3 separate regions of the Mus musculus genome follow, and regions 2 and 3 are each linked to region 1. A link is a contact called in public Hi-C data. All regions are on one chromosome and are shown on one strand. Each heading gives the region's core, a stretch centred on a gene start, on an enhancer-like site or on the middle of the called end of the contact. The rest is flanking DNA. Distances are from core to core; before and after follow the strand shown. Region 1 overlaps Gm39149 (a long non-coding RNA gene). Region 2 has its middle 49 kb from the start of Gm32098. Region 3 overlaps Gm32098 (a long non-coding RNA gene).

Region 1 (4,601 bases), core at 1,444-3,943:
CTACACAAGGACAGAAAAGCTAGCCAGCTGTCAACATGGTAAAGCCATTTCAGAGACCCCAGAAACATCACCTATGAAGGCCCAAAGGCCTGAAAATTATTGTCTTCATCCATCCAATGACAAATCACTTGTGACTCCATGAAGAAGACGCATCTGTTTGTCCAGGGCTCTGCTAGATTGATGGGTACCTACAGTATAGTGTGCCTCCAGGCATCCAGAGTGTGCCAGCTTCAGAGAGAGGCAGCATGGGAGATCTGTACCTAAGAGTCAGCATTGGTTCCAGTGACGTAAGCAAGTTGGGGAAGAGGCTTATCAAGGCAGGTGTTCAGGCAGGAAGAACTCATCTTGGGGTATCATTGTCTCAATGGAGTCAGGTGGGCTCTGAAAACAGAGCTATCTGTGGGCCCCTCTGGAGAAGAGTGGCCTGTCCTCGAGGTGGCTTTAAAGGTGACTTGAAGGAGGTGGCTTGAGGGAGTAAGGGAGGGGAAGGGCCAGGGAGTCTGACAGTGACAATAAGGTCACCAGAAGAAAGCCTTCTGCTCAGCTGCAGGCCTAGAGGCTGCACCTTGGTGTAACTGGGGTCAGACAAACTTCTAGTGCCATCTGCCTCTGAGGAGGCCTGATGAAGCTTGCAGCTGCCCTAGGCATTAGCTGACTATGCTCTGAGCCACAAACCCTGCCTCTTTTACTTGGTTTCTGCATGGAATAATCTGTGATTAATTGATTTTCTGTCACTCTTTTAGTACAAAAAATTAATTTCAGAGCAACCTTGTTTTTGCAGGGTATGAATCCTCCACACGCGGAGTAATTTGGTTCCTCCATTATTCATGAGAGGAAATAGTGACAGAGTGTGCAACAGAGACTGCCCCAAGGCCACAAAGTGATAGTCTGTGTTACTGATACAACTGTATTCCACCAGAGCCTCTAAATAATTCACATCGACAACTCAATTTGGGCCTGCACGAAGCTTACGATGTGGGCCTGGGAGGCATGGCTGTAGGATTTGGGAGATTCTCAATGACAGAAAAACAGGCAGGGAGTCCAGAAGCCACAGGGCTTTACAGGATGATATCTCCTTGTACCTGATGCTGTAGCCTGCGTGTCTGGGAAACCTGCTGATGAAGGTCACACTTAATCAGGAGAGAGCCAGAAACACAGCATAGGCCCACAGGGGAACTGAGAACATAGCCACAACAAGGCCAAATCTGGCTCCAAAGAGTGAAGACTCAGGGGCAACTCCAATCCAGTTGATTTCCTTTCCCAGATCTTAGGGTTCTGTTCACCTTGCTTTGCTTGTTTTACGTCTAGCAGTCAGTCATGTTCATCTAGTACGTTTGTGGGATACTGATTTCAGGGCAAATGATATGGCTCAGGATGCAGGGGCTTGCTGCTCACAAAGGACAACCTGAGTTCTATTCCAAAATTTACATGAAGGAGGAAGGAGAGATGCAAGTCCACATGAATACATCAGGGAGCACAATACATGCAAAAACACACACACACACACACACACACACACACACACACACACACACGTTCTACAAACATCTCAATAAGCTTGAAAGAGTACCCTGAACCTGAGACATCAGAGTCCTACAGACACCTTGATTTAGCCTAGGGAGAACCTGGTGGAGGAACCGGATAACTCAGGACTGGACTCCTGTCCCAGGAACTGAGATGATAAGTGAGCGTGATTTTAAGCCATGGTAACTTGTTAGGCAGCAATAGAAAACCAATATATTATTCAACCACACTAATTAATGGTGGTGCCTGCCCCATTTCCAAAGTTTGCAATGCTACCGCCTACCTGTGGTGGGGTGGCGTGCCAAGTACCATTCCTTCATATCATGCTCGATTAAGTGCTCCCCAAAGGACCCTTCAACAAGCAATGCTTGGGGCTGGAGAGGAAGGAAAGGCTTTGTGGATGTCTACCATAATCAGGGAACTGAAGGTCGCACAGAGCCAGAGCAGAACCAGGACTCAAGTTCTGGCCTTTGTCTGCCAAGAGGAGAGAGAGATTTCCTCTATGCCACATTCCCACCCCCATCCTGGCCAAGAAAAAGGGTTGTTTAAAACTGAAGTCCCTGGGGCTTCACTCTTGCTTAGGACTATTGCTCCCCACAAACAAGAAAGGAGGGCAGAGTGGTTGAAAGGTGGGTGCCAACAAGCTCTCAGTTCCCTCTGTGGCTTGGATGTGGGTATAAAGGCTTCATTTCCCAGAGAGGAAGCACAGGGAGGTGCTCTGGACTCTTAAGAGGTAGTGGACTCTAAAGAGACACCCAAGATTATTGGGGACAGTTTTCTTTCTTCTCCCACTTTCTTCTGCTCAAGACACTCATGATATGACCAATACTTCTGCCAATGCAAATGTCTGCTCATCAGAGTCCACACCTGTAAGGCCATTGTTTTGAATTTGAACCTAAACAAATCTCTATCATTGTAAGTTAAATGGGAGGTATTTCATTGTAGAAATGTGAAGCTCACTAATATAGAGCTTCTTCTTCATCCTCCCAATTGTCTGTTTCCCAAATCAATCCTTCAGTTTAACACTGGGAAGGGCAGGGCAGTGAAAAGTCAGACTTGTTCTAGGATCCGAAGCCAGGCCTGTTTTAAGATCCAAGTCTCACTCCATTCCAGGGCTCCCTGCCGAGCCCAGACAGATGAGTGCAACCAGCTTTCCTGCCCTCCTTTGACCCAAGGAGGCTGACATCCAGCCAAACCACTCATCAACAGACTGGCTGTCATTTGTCACTCATGATGTCAGATCAAATCCAAGCAGCAATTAGAAAAGCAGATTGCGACATTGTGCCCTTTATTACTGGTGTTTCTGTGGGACATGAGCAACAAGAAGTCCCCAGAGAGGAGCCGTAAAAGAAAAATGAAAAGAAACAAGAAACGTACTTTTTTCCCTCTCCGTGATCTTCACAGCACAGCCATTTTGTAATGGGCACCGTATGATCAGTCACGCACAAGCCCAGCAACCTCTTTCCAAATGGTAATAAATCCCCCTGGACCCTGACACACTTGTAATTTACAACTTGGCTAAAATGAACATTATTTCAAGCTAAGTGTATTCTCTGAGGTGCCGGAGACTGTGGCGGCGTTCCTGCTGACAGAGGGGTTTCTTTTTAAATGTCATGCATTCACTTTCATTACTTCCAAATAATTGCCCGGAAAGATCGGCTGCTGGACAGGAGGTCCACTTTACATCATCATCATCATCATCAAGGGAACCCCCTCCGGGAGCTGGTTTCAGTCTGAGGAGGGCTGAGCTCTCAATATCCACCTTTTCTGCTGTGCCGAAATGGTACCTTCATCACTCCATGGGCAAGCTCCAGATGAGATGGAACATAATCTAGAGATAGAAACATGACCCGCCATCACTGCTACCATTACATAGTATCCTTTTTATCCATTGCATCATGCCATCGCTCCCAACCCTGTGTGTGGCTCTTGTTGGTCAGTGTTTACTAAAGGACATATGTTTCTGTATCATGGAAACTCAGTCTATGGTTAAGAAGATGGAAGAATGGGAAGATGGGTTCATTAGCTGGGTTCGAGAGGAGAGTTTCTCAGCCTGGTCCCACAAGCATACTGTAGATTTCAGAAATCATCCATTCAGATCAACAGGAATTTGGAGATCTACCTTTGATCGTGGTGGTATATAACAAATCATGACAGCATGTAATGGCTTACTTACTATTTTATGAATTGGTAGCATGGTAGGGTTCCGCAGTGTGGTTGTTCTTTCCACTGTGACCGTTGGGGTCACATTAGGGCTGTAGTCATCTTAGTGACTGGAATGGGCTGCAAGGTCCTTTTAAGCTCATACACAGATCTGGTGCCTGGAGGTAGAAGACAGGAGTGCAGGACTCAGCTGAGTAAGGTAGGATCTTGGACCTTTCCAACAGATAGATCAGGTATCCACATGACTTTTCCATATGGTCTCTCCGGGTGGAGTCTTCTACAAGTTATGTAGACTTCCAACCTGGTTTCTGAGAACTCAAAGAAACACATAGGGGTAGAAGCCACTAGGTCTAATACAGGGTCACGTTTTGTCACATTCTACTGCCTGTACTGAGCCATGCAGAAAGTTTAGATTCTACACCAGTATGAAGAGATATAGTTTATCCAGGCAAGTTTTGAAAACTAACTTGCTATTGAGAAGATGAGAAGAACTGAGCAAGAAGCCATACACCCTCTGGGAAATATCTCTAAATGGCAACCACCAATTCTAATCCTCCTTTTAAGAATGAGGACAGACTCTGTGCTCATAGAGTGCACTGTACACCAAGATAGATGCTGCAGCTCTGAGATGAGTAATCTGTTCCAAGCAAGCAGATGTCACGTTCCATAAGTCTAGGGTGCCACTGTATAAAAGACTCCCTCTCTCCCTACAGCTTCTACTATAGCAAGTTCAAAACTCCATGGATCTCACATGGCTTCTGAAGAGCTAAAGAATTGAAGGTTTGCCATCAGTTCATCAACAGGACAATATCCTGCTCTTGTCCCCCAGCCCAGATCAGGTCCTAAACATGAGTCTAGACCTTAAATTTGTCATAAATCTTGGATTCTGGGACCCAGCCACAGCCAGATATTTG
Region 2 (4,601 bases), core at 861-3,360, 190 kb after region 1:
GCCACCCTGAGATTCACTAGCTTGCATCCCGAGAGATGAGAAGCATGCTCTGCAGGACAAGAAAGCACAGATAATGATGCTCTAACAGCACACCCTGGCCATGTGCTCAAACTCATTAGTTCTCTCCATCTCTAGTGTTTTAGCAGAGTCCAAGTTGGAGAAAAGAGTAACTAGTGGGACAGGGTGGGGAGGGCAGGGGGAGATGGAGAAGATCGAAATACACAGCTGAATCAGACAGAAGACATTTGCACAGAGGTCACAGGTATTGCATACCGTCTTCAAGTTGTCCATCTGGGAAGGGTGAAAATAGAGTGCTTTAGTCGTTGTATTACAAAGCTTGTATTTCTAGGGGTGTTAATACCCTTGCCCTCAGAAGATGCATGGGTATGATTGTCAAGTGAATGCTTAAGTGTGTCCTGCTTCAGTAGCAGCATAGAGATTGTGCCCAAGAGGCAGGAGAACCAGAAACGGGTTGTTTGAACGAGGTATGTGGTGCCATTGTGCCTGAGTTAGATGCACAAGATGGCCATGCTCTGTCTGCGTTGCTGCCTAGGCCTTTGCAGCCAAAGCAGCAAAAATGATGGAAGCAGGGACCAAGTTCCTGATGTTTAGTGCAAGTGACCAGTTGGGCCAGCCGGCAAGACAAGGGCTTCTCTCTCTCGGGATACACAGAGTAGATGACAACCAGTCATCACGCCAGGGACCTCAAGTCAACGCACACATTTCTTCTTTCTGGTCTCCAACAAGTATGTCCTGCATTAGCTCCTCTGAAGCTCTCAATGGGCTGGCCTGACTCAGAAGGCAGAGCCACTCATCTTTGCCATCGGCACTGAGAGGATGCTGGAAGACAGTGAACATAGCACCTGGGTTGGGACCATCATCAAGGAGGGATAAAGGTGATCTGGTCTCTAACTTCAAGAAGCAGTCCAGCCGGACCAGCCTCGTTTCCTTAGCTGATCAACCCCGCCACCCTTTAACCGTCCCTGGAAAATAATAAATAGTACCTGGAAAATAATAAATAGTACCCAAATGCTTCTACTGTGAGGAGATATGAACCTCTGGTGAACACCAGAGAGAAATCAAAACACTTCTTCCCCAGTGTTTTGCCTCAGGCAGAGCCCTGTCTCTACCTGTCCCTGAAGAAGGCAACCTTCCAGTGACTCCCTTTTCTTCCCAACTATCAACACTTTCCCAAGATTATTTATTTATTTATTTATTTATTTATTTATTTATTTGATATTTTCTTTATTTACATTTCAAGTGTTATCCTCTTTCCTGGTTTCCCCCTCCCCCTGCTTCTATGAAGGTGTTCACACACACACACACACACACACACACACACACACACACACACTTCCCTGTCCTGGCATTCCCCTACACTGGGGCATCGAACCTTCACAGGACCAACAGCCTCTCCTCCCACTGATGTCAGACAAGGCCATCCTCTGCTACATATGCTGGTGGAGCCATGGGTGGCCCCATGTGTACTCTTTGGTTGGTGGTTTAGTCCCTGAGAGCTTTGGGGGGGCAGGTTCTGGTTGGTTGATATTGTTGTTCCTCCAATGGGGTTGCAAACCCTTAATAAAACTGAAACCTCTTCTCCCTCCCTCCCTCCCTCCCTCTGACTCCATGACAAACCTCTCTGACCTGTGTGGAAAAGCCTAACTCACTTCATTGCTCCCTGATATTTCTCCTGCCTGAGGGTTGTAATAGCCTTGTTATTAAAGGAGCGCCAGTCTCTTTCCCAGACTCCGCCCTTCCTCATTAGCATATTTTCTCAGGCTCAGCAGCCAAGGCAATATGGTGGCTATCGGTGATCTGTGGCCTTGGTCACTTACTTGATGGTAGGTATGGTAGCTATGACCCATTAAAAGCTCAGAAAGCCTGCTGGCTTGGGAGTGGGGCGCTGTTTCCCAGAACTCATCCCATGTTCTGCCTAGTTTACTGTAGCCAGGGACCTGCTGGGCCTGTAAGGCAGGGCCCTGGCCCACTTCACACATTGGGTATTTCCCAACAGGCACTCTTCTGGCTGGGAACTTAATCCTGCTGGAGCCTGGCTGGGAGTGCCCCACGGGCCCCCTCCCGAGGCCCGAGTTCACATTCACGGAGATTGCCACACTACCAGGCAGGCCCTGAATCACGATGGTGACTCACTTGTCAACCGATTTCTCTACAGAAACCTCTTAGCAGTTAATTTCTGGCTAATTTATTATCCTTCAGCTTAGCCCTACAGCGCCATTAGCTAGGCGCCTGACACGACTGAGTGAAATATTGTCTAATTTATTATCTTATTACTCCTCTGGAACAGGATCAATTAATTACCCATTAAAGTATTTCAGCTGCGGAGATTTATTAGCGGCCCTCTGCATTTTAACAGATGATTAGTTATACATGTTTGTTTGCTTGAAGAGCAGAGACTAGCAAATGAATCGGCCATGGCGAGGGGAAAGGATTCAGAGAGAGAGGGAGCCGGGTGCGGCAGCAGGCAGCTAATGGGGCTCCTCTGCCTGGCGAAAATGGAGCAGTCAGTGACAAGAATTATCGACTCATTCGCTTGCGGTTTTGAGATAACCATATGTACAGGGAAAGGGGAGGGGGGAGGAGAAAAAACCCTCACTCAACTGCTTTTTCCATTCAATAAATTCGCTTCAGAATATATTGGATTGGGGTTTGATGGCTATTTCGTGTTTTCCAGAGTGCTGACACTGGTATGATTCAGTAATTATTGTTTCTTTTAAGTTATTGCTGTAATTTTGCTCTCTAAGATCCCAATCAATTTCTGCCTCTCAAGGGCACGCTTGAAAAGCGATATTTGAAAACAGCCCTCTGATAGATTGTGCTGCGAGACAGTGGCTGAGACAAATAGCCTAATCTGGCACAAATTAGCTTGGCTTCCACAGATAGTTTTATACAGCAATGTAAATTATATTGTCAGGCCCAGTCACTTTCCTGCTTAGAGTGCAGCTAACAAGGAACCATGGAGACGTGATTGGTGCGGCTGAGCCCTCCCAGGGCTGCTGCAGAGCCATTTGTAAGGAGAGAGAGAGAGAGAGAGAGAGAGAGAGAGAGAGAGAGAGAGAGAACGGGTACACATCAGCGCCTTGGGTTAACAAAAGCAAGGTGGTCCAGTGTGCTAGAACAGGAGGTGTGGATTGGACAAGCTCTGAACACTCCAGGCAGCACAGAACTAAACCATTGGAAGGAGATGCTCTGGAATGTGGGTTGAGCTGGTCCAATCCCTGGGAGAGATGCAAGACAGAAACAGTGCTCTGTTGGTAAGTATCGGCAGAGAGGCCACGACCAACCACAAACTCCTCTGCTCCAAGAGAAATAAATGGTTTCAAGGGGTCTGGGTCAGGCAGGAATGAGATGTGCTGAGCGAGCTGAGCTGAAGGGAAGACTGTGCTGAACAGAACTGGAGGAAAATGTGCTGAGCAGATCAGCCAGCTGGCTGTGCTGACCATCACGCGGGGGGGGGGGGGGGTGAGGGTAGAACGGGAACGGCCTGGCAGGATGCACCAACCAGCACAGGGCAGGCATCCTCCCAGCGTCTACTCTGCCTTTACTCCAAGTGGGTTCCTCTGGACACCATTCTCAGAAGCTGGCTAGTCCCTTCCCCTTTCTGTGACATCCCGAACCCTGTCTCCTCTGAGTATGGATATTTCTATTTCTCTATGTCCCTTCATCACCGGTGGTGCCCACTCCAAGTTCATCCTGGGACTTCATTCTGGGACTTGGCTTGGAATGCTGCCTTGCTGTCATGTCCTATCAGCCTGATTGGCTCTGGAGTTCTCAGAGATGCCTGAGTTCTGGGAGAGGAGCAGGGCCCTACCTCAAGGGCAGGAAGCACTGCTTTTTAAGTAGCCCTCAGAACTTCCTGGACCAGAAACCCAGAAGTCAATCAGCAGCCCCTGCAATGGTGCCTTATGATCTGGGTAAGGAGAGGTAAGAAAGGGAAAAGGCAGGGCATCCGTGTGTAAGGGTTGAGATGCAGAGGAAACACTATCTATCCCACTGAGCCCTTGCTCGTAAGGGATGCTGAGTTTGGATATTTGCTGCTATATGGCCCCACATCCTCCAATCCTAAGGCTGCCCTTCACAGTCAAAGACACATCTTCACAGAACGTCTAAATGACATGACAGAAGGGCTCTAACAGAAACAGCTTCTGCCCAAGCAAATGTCCCAGCCTCCTTGTCTAATAATGGCTCCAAACTCCTCACTGATTTCAAGAACAGCTTTGGAGTTGAATTTGGTGCCCCGTGCCCAGCTCAGCCGTCGTCTGCTATTTTTGGAAATTCTTAGCCAAGTTCTTTCGCCTCTGTCCTTCCTTCCTTCCTTCCTTCTTACTCCTCAGTGCCTCTGGGGGGATATTGTATTGCTACCACTGCCTCATCTACTGGAGAAACAAAAATCACAGGAATGGATGACAGAAATTCGGCCTTGGCAAGGGTGATGTAGCCATCAGATCTGATTAAAGAACATTGTTTGCAAGTGGAAGAATACTTTAACTTCTTTAATCCTAATAAGTGACAGTTGATCCATGCCAGATGCTTTGCATGACTTGTGCTTCCGAAATTGGCTAATGCTATAAAAGAAAACA
Region 3 (4,601 bases), core at 1,458-3,957, 130 kb after region 1:
ACAGAATTTACAGAAAACATTTGTTGACCCTGGTTCTGAAGATACTAGAACAGTTGCTCAGAGCTGGGCATGGTTACACATACCTGCAATCCTAGCACTCGGGAGTCTGATGTAGGAAGATACTTAGCTCAAAGCCAACTCAGGCTATAATAGTGAAACCTTGTCTTAGAGATGGACACAGAGAGAGAGACAGAGAGAGAGAGAGAGAGAGACAGAAAGAGACAGAGAGAGAGAGACTAGGAAAAACAGACACAGAGACAGACACACAGAGACAGACAGACAGACAGACAGACAAACAGACAGACATTCAATATAAACCCATAAATATACCTTCCCCAAGGTCTTCTCTAATTCCAGGTTGCTTTGGCTTTGGGGTTCTATTAAAATGAGATATCCCTGTGTTTATCAGTCACTCCCATCCACAGTGATGAGGTTAGTTGAGGTTTGGCTCCATGCCTAATTGGGTGGCAAAACCATCTCTATGTTCAGACTCCACCACTGTAGCAGTAGAAATAAGCCCTTCATTCTGTTCAGGGAGTAGAGAGGTCCCGGACCATCACTTACTAGGGCAGAAGCTGTCAAGTGAAATGAGTGGCAGGTTTCTGCTGAGCCTCTGTTTTAGAGATTTAACAGAAGCAACAGAACATGAGTGGAGGCCAGGCCCATCTAATTCCACATCATAGCCAACAGTTACCGCCTGTTTAAGTATCTCTCTGAGCTTCTGTGTAAAACGAAAGCAATACCTGTCTCTTAGAGTCAGGGTGTCAAGACTGGCTTGAGATGATACACTTTAACGGTGTGCCCTGCCTGGTAGATGTCGCCTGTCCTCAGATGGTGGTCATGATTATAGCCACTGGGACAGATAGAAGAGGCTGGCCACTTGTGAGCTAGGTAGGCTTAGGTCATCACCTGCCACTCTGGGCTGCTGCAGTTCCTTCATTGGTGAAATGTACGAGAGGAGAAACCTACTCTAAAGGTTTTCTATGAGGATTCAATGAAGTAGCAAGAACCATCGATGGTGGCCCTGGAGTGTTCCTCAATAGTGACACATTAGCAAGCAAGTGAGGAGAATGCAAAGATGAACCAAGAAGACTCAATATGTCTGAACACCACTGGGGAGTCGGGGGAGGCATCTGGGGCCAGTGCACATTTGAAGGTGTTTCCTGAAAACCCCACACCTTCCAGAGGAGTGTGCTGGCCTTTTGTGTCTCTTCTATCTCCTTTCTGCCCATGTCACAAGGTGCTGGGACACTTGCAACTTAGGTCTAGAGTGCCCTTGTCATCTGCTCATATAAATGATGCCATCCTTACTAGTAAGCTAAAACAAAGGTGCCAAGTGGCAGGGTTAGCACCAAGAGTTCAAGCACAAGTGTTTTCTATGAGAGGTCAAAGTTCACCTCATATGGGCACCTGGGCTAATAGCTATGGATTAAGGGAGACCACACAATCAATTTTGCTGGCTTTTTTCATTCCTGGTAAGCTTCCTACTCCTTGTGCTCTTTGATTGTAAAAGCATTCCTCTTCTGCTTTGGGGAATTCAAATTCCTTTGCATCTGCGTTCACACCCCAGAGCAGTGTGGTACTCCTTTTATTTCTGCTAAGTGCTTCCCAAGGAAGGGCCATCTCTGAACAATAGCCTAAGTCATCTTTGGGCATGTATGGCATTGGTTGTTTTGGTGTTTGTTTGTATTTCCTCTTTTGAAGATGGCTTTTTTGTTTTCTTGTTTTCTATTTTTGAAAGTGGCTTGGTTGCATTCTGCTGCTGGGCCAGAAGGGGGAGGCTGAGGGAAGAGGATTCCTGTATATGGAGGGAGGAGAAACTTGGAAAAGGAGGAGGGAGGAATAAGGGGATCTGGGGAAGAGTGAGGAGAGGGGAGGACTGAATGAAGCAGATTCCTAAGAATCTGTGAGGAAATCAGCTTGGGGGAGAGCAATGAGGAGGGGGAAGGTAGTGAGGGTAGAAGAGTTGGGGGATACATAGAAAGAAAGGGAGGAGTGGGGGAAGGAGATGGGGAGGAGGGGAGGAATGGGGGAGGGGGAGGAAAGGGGGGGAAAGGGGAGGAGTGGGAAAGAGAAGTGAGGGGAAAGAGGAGTGGGGGAAGGGGATGGAAAGGAGGGAGAGGAGGGGGAGAAGGGAGGGGAGGAGTGGAAGGAGAGGAGTGAGGGGAAAAGGGAGGAGTGGGAGGAGGGGAGGAGTGGGAGGAGGGGGAAGAGTAGGGGGAGGGGAGGAGTGGAGGAGAGTCACTGAGAGAAATGGGGAAGTTAGGAAGACAGGGGAAGAGGAGGGTATGAAATCTAAATAATTATAATAAAATAATAATTGCAGCCATCCCTTTCCTGTGCTCCATGCTCTACATACATAGCGGCACTTAATCTTCACAACAACTCCAGGAGGTAGGTATTAATATCCCCATTTTTCAGATGAGGAAGTCAAAATGCCAGGAACAAAAAGCCTTCAAACTTTCAATTTGTGCACTAATTTCCAGGCAGCCGGTTTGCCAGGCTCTCCCCAGTCATTTCATAAGTAAATACTGGCAGCCTGGATTTTTTTTTTTTTAATTTTTAATGTTCACTATTCCAAGCTGCGGGTCAGTAACAGAATACGTGGGAAGTCTTTAGAAACAGCAATGAGAGCTTTGGAAATGGCACCACTGAAAACCACTGCTTCCACACTGGGCTTCATTCAGAGTTCAAGGCTGTACATTTTTCTCCCACACAAATTCAACAGAACGAGAAACCACAGGAATTGAGTGTTTTCCAGGTCTGATCTGGGGAGTCTGAACTTTCAGAAACAAGCACCAGGAGAAATATATTTGAAACTACTTCTCTAAACAAAACAAAACAAAACAAAACAAAACAAAACAAAACAAAACAAAACCCCGTAACCTCTCAGCTTCCAGGCTTCTGGGTCTTTGAACAGCTTGGGACTTTTAGCATACACCACATCGCTGGTGGCAGTGAGCAAAGAGTCAACAGTATAGACATTGTGGTCAAGTTCCTGATGGGACTTAGACTTGTTAGAATCTTCCAATTCAGGCACTTGTTTTTATCCAGATCAGGTATCACGACCAAACACCTCCAGCCCTGTTCCTCCACAAACTCCACAGATGGCTTCTAAGCTCTGGGAGTGTCCAAATCCCTGTATCTCTGTTACCAGACTGCGTGTGCTCCCCGTATATACCCTACAGGGCTTTCTATAAAGTAAGTATCCTGAAGGAATAGATAAATGAACTGCACAGTCTGTCTTGCTCTACGCTTAAGGTTTGAGGTTTTACGGGGGGGGGGGGGATGCGTATCCTTTTCCCCCACTGTATTTCAATTGAATTTGTCAAGAGCCTCTGTGTTGTATTTTTCCAACATGAATCACTGATGATCTAACAAATTAATTACCCATCCATCCTGCCCTGTTTGAGTGAGGTCATGGGAGAATGGATGGGTTCTGCTGACCTCCTCTGGACTGGAATGTCACAGCCCCCATTTAAGGACTCAAGTTCAATACCAAAATTGCCAGTTTAGGTTAGAATCAGACCTAAATGTATCTTATTATACACAGAGGCGCACAAATGCAATATGTCATCTTTAATGGTTCAGAACAGAGCCTAAAAAAATAGTGTCCTAGCCCAGATGAGTTTTATAGCCTTTGATATATGGCTTTCATTATTAACAATAATTTCTGTAACTGCATCCAAATTCGGGAGGACACATGATGAATATTAATTGTATTTTTTTATTTATTTTCTGCTCCCACTGGCTCCCTCTAGGGCAGACCTGCAGCCCCAGTGTCTTGGTCAGCCCTGAGATCTTACATTGTCCTGTGTGGGATTCTCATGATTCTGGGCACAGCCTACTTCTGCTTCTAAGAGTATCATGCACTGAATTTTTTTTTCTTTTTCACTGGAGAACAGGGCCTCTACTCACTGGGTTTTCTTAGCTCCTTTTATTTTACAAAGATTCCCCCCTCACACACCCTTTGTCATTATATTAAAATCTAATTGCAAGACGACTCTCCTCACCTAAGTCATCAACAAAGACCAATTATTTCTAATGCATGCAGAAGCAGGGGACGTGTGGAACAATAAAAAGGCATGCGGTAACCTAAGCCTTTTTCACAGTCAGGCTTCAAGTTCACATGTGAATTTATGCCAGTTTTGACATTAGCCGAAAAAATTAACAGTTCTCAAAAATGAAACTCTCACAAAAGGGGTTTTGTGTTTCAAGCAGAATAAATTATAGTGTGATGTTATTAAAACACTTAGTTGTTAAGTTGCCAAGAAAATCCAGTATATTCACACAGACTCGAGGACCTGTCTCCATGCAAAGTAATTAAATTAGATTTATGGGCTGCATTACATCAGTGTTTGATAGTTCATTTTTCCTTTCTTCATATTTTGCCCTGCTTTATTAGAGCATGTGACAGATGGTAAAAATAGTGTGAAGTTTCTTGGCCCTGTGCTAAATCCCCTTTCGGTTGTATATCTCTCTCCTGTCAGCTCTCCCCAGCGATGATAAATTAACCTCTCTCTTTGTATCCCAAGTGTGGCAGTAAAGCTCTCTTTTGACACAGCACTATCACTTCATCTTAATCTGTGCTGTTTCGAGGA

What was found. A called contact is a pair of places that touch in the nucleus more often than the background predicts.
Region 2: a contact with region 1 is called in a Hi-C map of muscle stem cells, with 3 times the contacts expected there. The contact joins two enhancer-like sites. A contact is called at or near these places in 3 of 484 Hi-C or Micro-C datasets (embryonic stem cells, muscle stem cells and nephron progenitors).
Region 3: a Hi-C map of muscle stem cells shows a contact between it and region 1, with 1.9 times the contacts expected there. The contact joins two enhancer-like sites. A contact is called at or near these places in 3 of 484 Hi-C or Micro-C datasets (brown adipocytes, muscle stem cells and nephron progenitors) and 2 of 115 datasets of contacts at active chromatin or transcription factors (embryonic stem cells and fibro-adipogenic progenitors).

What each region holds. Positions count from the first base shown.
Region 1 is chr8:26,556,693-26,561,293 of GRCm38.p6, forward strand. Gm39149 (a long non-coding RNA gene) reads right to left here. Exons shown (of 3, transcript XR_870276.3): 2 at 3,701-3,845; 3 at 3,058-3,355. Among named protein-coding and RNA genes, the nearest start is that of Gm39149, 21 kb to the right of the region's middle. Within about 2 kb of position 2,694, at least 12 of the 459 cell types and tissues checked have an H3K27ac peak or open chromatin away from gene starts, as enhancers often do. A contact at or near this core is called in muscle stem cells, where this site is marked.
Region 2 is chr8:26,745,336-26,749,936 of GRCm38.p6, forward strand. No RefSeq gene overlaps it. Among named protein-coding and RNA genes, the nearest start is that of Gm32098, 49 kb to the left of the region's middle. Within about 2 kb of position 2,111, at least 86 of the 459 cell types and tissues checked have an H3K27ac peak or open chromatin away from gene starts, as enhancers often do. A contact at or near this core is called in muscle stem cells, where this site is marked.
Region 3 is chr8:26,685,529-26,690,129 of GRCm38.p6, forward strand. The region is part of intron 2 of Gm32098 (a long non-coding RNA gene); the gene reads right to left. Among named protein-coding and RNA genes, the nearest start is that of Gm32098, 11 kb to the right of the region's middle. Within about 2 kb of position 2,708, at least 35 of the 459 cell types and tissues checked have an H3K27ac peak or open chromatin away from gene starts, as enhancers often do. A contact at or near this core is called in muscle stem cells, where this site is marked.